2 separate regions of the Anas platyrhynchos genome follow, and region 2 is linked to region 1. A link is a contact called in public Hi-C data. All regions are on one chromosome and are shown on one strand. The core of a region is the stretch at or near the end of the contact, and the rest is flanking DNA. Distances in the headings are between cores, read along the strand shown.

The links. A called contact is a pair of places that touch in the nucleus more often than the background predicts.
Region 2: a contact with region 1 is called in a Hi-C map of subcutaneous adipose tissue, with 2.0 times the contacts expected there. The contact joins the promoter of CPED1 here to the enhancer-like site in region 1. A contact is called at or near these places in 4 of 8 Hi-C or Micro-C datasets (liver, skeletal muscle, small yellow follicle and 1 more).

Annotation. Positions count from the first base shown.
Region 1 is chr1:24,565,963-24,569,634 of IASCAAS_PekinDuck_T2T, reverse strand. The region is part of intron 7 of CPED1 (cadherin like and PC-esterase domain containing 1); the gene reads left to right. Among named protein-coding and RNA genes, the nearest start is that of CPED1, 57 kb to the left of the region's middle. Within about 2 kb of position 1,269, at least 1 of the 8 cell types and tissues checked has an H3K27ac peak or open chromatin away from gene starts, as enhancers often do. A contact at or near this core is called in subcutaneous adipose tissue, where this site is marked.
Region 2 is chr1:24,622,239-24,625,895 of IASCAAS_PekinDuck_T2T, reverse strand. CPED1 (cadherin like and PC-esterase domain containing 1) reads left to right here and starts at 1,422. Exons shown (of 24, transcript XM_005013138.6): 1 at 1,422-1,602; 2 at 2,082-2,557. The coding sequence starts at 2,306.

The sequences.
Region 1 (3,672 bases), core at 20-2,519:
ACCAAATGATACCAAATGATTTAGAGAAACCGTGTAAAGAAAATAATAAATTTAATGAGTTAAATAATACATTCTCCACTGCTTCTTTGTTAGAAAACTATTGTAAGTGACTCTTACTGTTCAAATTTGCTTATCCCAATTGGAGTGACAAGACTTAACAATGAATTCTTGAATAAGCATTAGTCAAATGACAGTTCAGGAGGAGCTTAAGTGCATTGTACACACCAGCTGCCTCTTTTTTTTTTCTTTCTTTTTTTTTTTTTTTGTGGGGAGGGGGAGGAAAGAGATTATGCAGATTTTATTAACTTGATTCAGAAAGCAAAAGAAGCTAAATATTTAATTGGCGTTAGGATTTTGTGTGTCATTAAGGAGTGACAAAAGTGCAACTCTAGATTTGGGCCCTGGTTGGAAAGAAGCAGGGAATGGCTTTCTGCCACATTAATGTTTTGCTACGAAGCTTGCATAATAGCTTTATTTCCTTGAGGAAAATTGGAAACCCTTTATTTAGACCATCTGTGCTTTGAAAAATTATTAATAAAATAGAAGATTTTAATTTTGCATATGGTACCAATTAAAGGAGGGGTCATTGTCAACGTGTACAATAATCGCCTTCATATTATTGGCCTATGCTTGTGTATTGTGCAAAAAGGTGACCTATGAATAAACTTCGGTTTTATAGAAGCTGGTGTGTAAGACACTCTTATATGGTTACTTATCTCCAGGTTTATCACACTATAAATTATCTCCTTTGCTCAGCCACTAGCCTTTCCCAGCTCAGTCCCAGTTCATAACTATGGATGCATTTTTGTAGACTCTAGAGGTGCCTCATCCTGTGTCACCTGTGAATGTGTTGTGGGCTGCTTTGAACTGCCCCCTCTCTGGCTCACTGTCCATTTGCTCAACTGAAATATGTCAGGTGCCTCCTGGATTTGAATTCATTGACTGGTGTATGTGCATAGACCCAGATACCCTTAGTTGAAACTATCATTTTAAGTGATTTTCAAGTTTTGCAGTGAAGAAAATGTAATACATTAAAGCTGTTTGCTGTTGCTTAAGCTTTCTGTGGTATAAGTCACTATAACTTTCACTGAAATTCTCTTTCTAATGTATTAGCATTTGAAAAATTGAGTAAAGACAAATATTTTTCATACTTAATCTATATGCAAATAAAACTGGACCCTCAAATATCCAGGAAATACGTCTTTTAATATGACATGGAGGTCTGGTTTAGAGCAGAATGTTGAAAATTAGATTGCAGTATTGCCCTCAAGTGGCCAATTTTGATACTACTTCAAGTAAAATTCGAAGATGAATATGAAACAGAATGCAAACATTCATGCAGATAAAGAGCAAAATGCTTAAAAACAGTAGAAAGACTCAGGATTTTTTTGCTCTGTTTTCTTTTTGGGTTACCAGTTGCTGCCCTGACACCTAGCAAGAGCAAATGCAAAAGAAAATTACCATCAACTCTTAAAAAGATTGCAAGGTTATTTGGAAAGAAAAATTAAATGTGTGCATTAGGTGCTGTAAGAACTTAGCATGTGCATTTCACTATTCTTACAAACAGCCTGCGCAGAGAATCAAATTCGCTAATGGTTCCGCTCCTGGGAGATTGAGCATAACATAAGTGCTGCCTCTGTTTTCTGTCCTTATAACATGTAGAACCCTATAATTTCTCTTTTTACTAATATTACAAAAAAAGTCTGTTTGGACTGAGGAATATCAAAGCTATGCTTATCTGACATACTGTATCTGTTATAGAAAGGTACTCATTAATATTTAGGCAGACTGTACCTGCTTCTGGTAACCTGCAAGGTAAGACACACTGAAATGGAATATACATGTATATCTTTATATAATAAACTCCAGTGGACTTCAATGCTATGGAGCTCTCTAATGGATTTTTGAATCCGTTTGTGCTTTTGGTCTTCCCAACAACCTGCAGCAATGAGTCTCTAGAGATTAATTATGTAGATTTCTTTTTTTTTTTCTTTGAAACTTTAACCTGATTATTAATTTCATGTCCCTGATTCTTGTCTTCAGAGAAAGAATGAGTAATCCTTTAATCCTTCCTTCTTTACCCTCTCCACGTCTGTGCCAATTTGTCAGGTAGTGTACAAATAGAGTTAAAATTCTACCTAGAGCTCTTTTCTGCTCTTCTCAACAAGAATATCCGAGTTTCTTTGGTAACAGCTCTAGACTGATTATTCTTTATAACAAGTAGGTATGTCATAAATAAATCAACACACTAATCTAGGCCCTTAGCTCTCTGTTTTTCTTCTGGTTCATAGATCTTCTCGCACTGGCTCTTCAATCCAAGCAGCTTTGTAAACATGTCTCCACGTGGTTCCCAACTTTCCCTGCCCTATCTCCTGTTACCCTGATTCCCTTTCTGCCTTCCAGCTTCCCTTAATCAAGCTGATTCACATTTGTTTCTCACAGCAAGCTGGGAAATGTTGTTAGTAAATCACCTTTACTTTTCTACTAAGAAGTTGATGTTGCATTGGGAATCAATCATTAGTTCGGACCCATTCAAAGGACCCAATTTAGTGGTTGCTGAAGCTAGTGAACATCAATAATCAGTGACATCAATAAGCTTTGGACTTAGTGTTAACAGCAAGGATCTTTAGAGAAAAGTTTTCTCAGAGGGTCTTTTCTCCTTTATTCACCAGCAAAGATTTAAAATAAGACATCCAGGAGCAAACACTGAAATAGGTGGACAGTGTCCACTGAACTTGATAAATAAAGAATATCTTCTGAGTAAGTACGCTTAAACAGTGCTGAGGGACAAGAGGATTTATTGTTGTTGTTTTCCACACCTTTTAGATACTATTTCTTTATTATATCTTATGCAAAGAAAATATATATACATTAATTTGAAATTTACTGTATAAAACAGCTGAATAACATCTTGGCTTCCCCCTTCATAATGATAAGATATATAAGAATAAACCACAGGTGGACTAAACAGACCTACCTAAAGCTAACACTATCAGCTTATGATAAATTACTGCACAGTTGAGATGTATTCTAGAGCCATTGTTTTTGATTAGGAGTAGTTTTTCTCCTATTACATATATATATATATTTTTTTTTTCTATATACTGTGATCTGTGAAGAGGTTTGTCTGTGCTAGCAGACAATACAGGAAATAGTTTAATTTCAAAATCTGTTTTTTTTCAGGCCTTGTATGTGGAATCAGTCTACATTTTTGTAGACACTTTAGATACCTAGATACATCCATTGATATAGTCAAAGAGATTCTTGTTTGTGTGTAAGAGTATTTCTGTATCTATGAATGACTATTTACATGCAAAAGTATTTGGACTTGGTGAAGAAATATCACCAAATATAGATTCAGTAAGAAGAATGAATATACAAAACTGTACTGAAAGTACACAGCTTACACTGAAAAAGTTAGAAGAGTGATTGAGTTTATTCAAGTGAATACATTCTTGGCTATTTTCAAAGAGAGGTGATTACATTCTTTTGAGACCCTGCAGATCCAATTGATCAGAAAGACTGCAAAAGCTCTGATGCATAGCAAAACAGTCTGGAGAGGATAAGCTTCGTTATTTTAAAAAGTGCCTTTTATTTGTTTTTATTTTATTTTATTTTATTTTGTTTTGTGTTTAAACCAAAGGTCACATTTTATATCAGCAGCAGTAAACA
Region 2 (3,657 bases), core at 173-2,672, 56 kb before region 1:
CACTAAAAATTTGCGAGAAGTTGACAACCATGTAAATGCCACCCACACAGCTGATGGTTGTGGTCCCAGAAATCAGGGCATGCCAAAAACCACAGGGCAATCTCTTCAAACAATATGGCAACTCTTCTGTGCTTCCCCTCTGCTGCTGCTGGGGTTACCGTAGCTTCCAGGCTGGCTGTAGAGTCTCTGCAATGCTCCTTTGAAAGTACCAGCTCCCTGGGTACCCTCTCCATTATATGGCATTGACCTACCCTGAAATCAGCTGCAGAGAACACACCAGTCACATTTGTTGGCTTGTCAGAGGCTTTGCAACAAACACAGGCTGGAGGAGCAGGGACTGAGGATGCGAACTGGTGTGCAGGGAAGGAGGGAGCACAAGCAACATGTCTCTGCAGAGCAGAGATCTCAGCTGCTGCGTGGATGGGAAGTGTCTATCACTGGAGGGCACTACAAGTTTTGTACTTCTTCTCTGCCCAGGATAACCTAGGGATCTAATTTAGACAACCACAGCCCCAGACAATGCTAAAATGCAATGCCTCTGACAGCTGAGGTTCTGCATGAGGTGTTGAATCACTTGTATGGCATTCTTACATGTGCAAATTAATGGCTTTCGCTCGGGGGAAAAAAAAAAGGATACAAAAGCTGAATAAATACCAACATTTCAAATATATGCTCTACTCCTCAGTGCTGTATACAGGCCTCTGGCTTGGTAATACTGCTGCTGCTGTTGCATTTTGTATATTGGCCCAGGGTTATCATAATTTAACAACACTCATTTCTTATATATGAAGCAGCGTAGGAAGAACTCTTTCTTTTCAAAAATAGCTAAGGATGAAGGGTAACATAGATGACTTGTACACAGATATTTTTAGCTAAAGGAACTGGATTATATGAGAAGTTTAGGTCTATAAAGACAACAGAGTTCCTCAACTGTTCCCATCTGTCTCGTCCCTGTCCTGTGTCAGCAGGGGGAAGTAGTAACTAAGACCTTCTGTGGCTTAGATGCTAAGTGCTTTCGTCGGAGTATTTTTGTCTGCCCTCTTTTCTTTCCCTCTTTAACATTAGTAAGAACTTTTATTTATACACTGTGATGAGACATTATATCTACTATGGAAAAGTACTGACAACTGCTTTGTCAGTGTCACGTCAGAGTAAATCTGCTTCATTTTACAACATTTTTGTTAATCTAGAGTAAAATATTGCAGGTGCTGCTCAGATTTCTACTTGCCTTCAAGATATTTTTATGGTTTCAATTAGCCCGATTGCTGTAACAGCAGTTTTCTAAAAATTGCAGTGATGGTGGCTTCGAGGCATGCAGCGTGAGCAAGGACACCTCCTGTTCCCCATCCGGATCTCAGGCTGCGTCTCCGAGCCCCGTGCCTGCCCGGAGCGCAGCTAGCTTAGCCCCACCCTCTGAGCAGTCCAGCCTTTATTTATATGAAATCTGTGGTCCAACTGGCTTCAGATGGCGTGTGTATGTGCGTGTGCCTGCCTTCTGAGTGTGTGAGACGAGCCGGGATCATGAGCCAGGGTTGTTCCAAGTGGTTTTAATCAGCAGCCCATTAGAGGGGAACGGGAAACTTCTAACAGGATAAGAGCTGAGTAAGTAAATGCAACTTTGAGCTTGCAGTCTGGACACAACAAATGCAAAGGAAAATTTTTGTAGTCTGTCAGTTTTCAGATAAATGATCACTTTTAGGCAGAGATTGGTGCATGCTGACAGGAAAGAGGCAATTTAAAAGGTCTGGACTGAAGGAAACTAAAAACAAAGTAGGAACTGAGAATGCAAGAGAGAAAAAACAGCAAACGATCGTTCACGAGGTTGGTACACTCTCTTACTCTCTTCAGATGTGGACAGAATGCTTTCAGCTTTAACCTCTTGATTTCTTGGATGCTGCTGTCTGGCTGAATAGCTCCTTTTGCAAGCTGGGACTGAGGATTTCTGCTCCTCACCTGTCTGCTACCAGGTCTCTCCTCCTGGGAGTGCGGTGTGGAAGGGCTTGTTACAGCTCCCTGCGAAGGACCCCATGGCATGCTGCTGTTCTTTCCTCCTCACTTTTATTTTTTATTTTTTTCCACAGGTTATTCCCATAAACCCCATGGGAGGATACCTTACAAGCCCATGCTCCTCTGGATCCTGTAACTTCTTGCCAGGCACCAAGAAAGGACTCAGCAGCAGAAATGGAGAAAGTCCTCACTAGTTTTGGATAAAGCCTGCCTTTCACTTTTTTTTTTTTTTTTTTAACTTGTGAGAACGTGGCTACTTCGAATGCATCTGCAATGTGGCAAAGGGTGAAGTGAGGCCATGGTTTGTGGGCAAGTCCCCAGGTGCCGCAGGCTTTGTCGCCCTCGCCCCTTCCTCCTGGCCTTAGTGGTGGCTGTCTGTCTGTTCTGCCAGACCCTGACTCCTCTCATGACCAGCAGCTTCCTTTCGGCAGTTGTTAATGGGATTTCTCCACACAAACTGAGTAAAACACAGCCAGGAAGATACAAGGAGGTCTCAGCAAGCAGCACTCGCTGCTTCTTCCCTGTCAGTGACACACAGGCAGTGAGAAAGGTAAGTCAGCTGGAGCAGAGTGCTGAGCAATAATTAGCGTGGTGAGGGATAGTGAGTCTGGCAGGATCATCTGAGTCCAGCTAAAAATATACTAAGCTCGAAAGTCTGAGGTCTGTGTACAAACAAATGAGTGATCTAATGACAGTGGCATATGTGCAAGCACATCTCCATTACCAGCTCCTCAGTGTGGTGTTGCTAACAGAGGAATCCTAAAATCTTTGACTGAAACATGGCATTACTCTGTGACTCCAGAGAGATTTCAGTTTGCTGCACAGGCCGTATGTTATTTTGGTTTTAGGAATAGGGTCAGAGGCTTTCCAGCACAGACACGTAAATCAAGAGGCAGTTGGGGTTTCAAGAACAGTGACTGAGGCTGTTATTAGCAGCAAGACTGCAGTTGCCCTGTATTAAAGTTATCTGCTGGTCAGTTTTGAACTGTGCTGAAGTTATGCTGAAAAGCTGAATTTAAGCGCATTAAAAAAAATAAAATAAAATAGTGTTTCTCACATTTTCAAATCACAGTATTTACTTTGGAATCTCTATCCCACAAATTTTACTCTGTCCTTAGGTTACCTGACATCGTGTTTGTTTTGCACAGGGTTCTTAGGATGGGTGTTAAAACCTAACAAATGCAGACACTGTTATTTTACTTGGAAAATGTTCCAGACTGAGGTAGTTATTTTCACTCTGGAATCTGTGATCAGCATTAGCACAAATGCTTCAGGTTTCCTTCAGTCCTATAGAGTGCTGCTAATAGTTCAGCAGAGCCCTCACTGTGAAATTATCATTTCACTGGCATTTTATGCATTACTGTATCACAGCTGTAAACATAAATCTGTGACATCACAGACTATGGACAGCTTCCACATAAAGCAGTTCAAGTTTCTAAAAATAAACAGTGATTTAGAAGGCTTCTTCTTTGATTGGGTAGGGTTCAGACTCTGAAAGGTCAGCAATATTGATTTTAGGAGAGCAGTTGTAAAGTGCATCTTCTGCAATCGAAAACAGATATGTGAAATAACTGGCATGCAAGGTTTAACCTTAAGTCTTTATATATATATATATATATATATATATAATGAAGGTCAGAGAGATCTTTC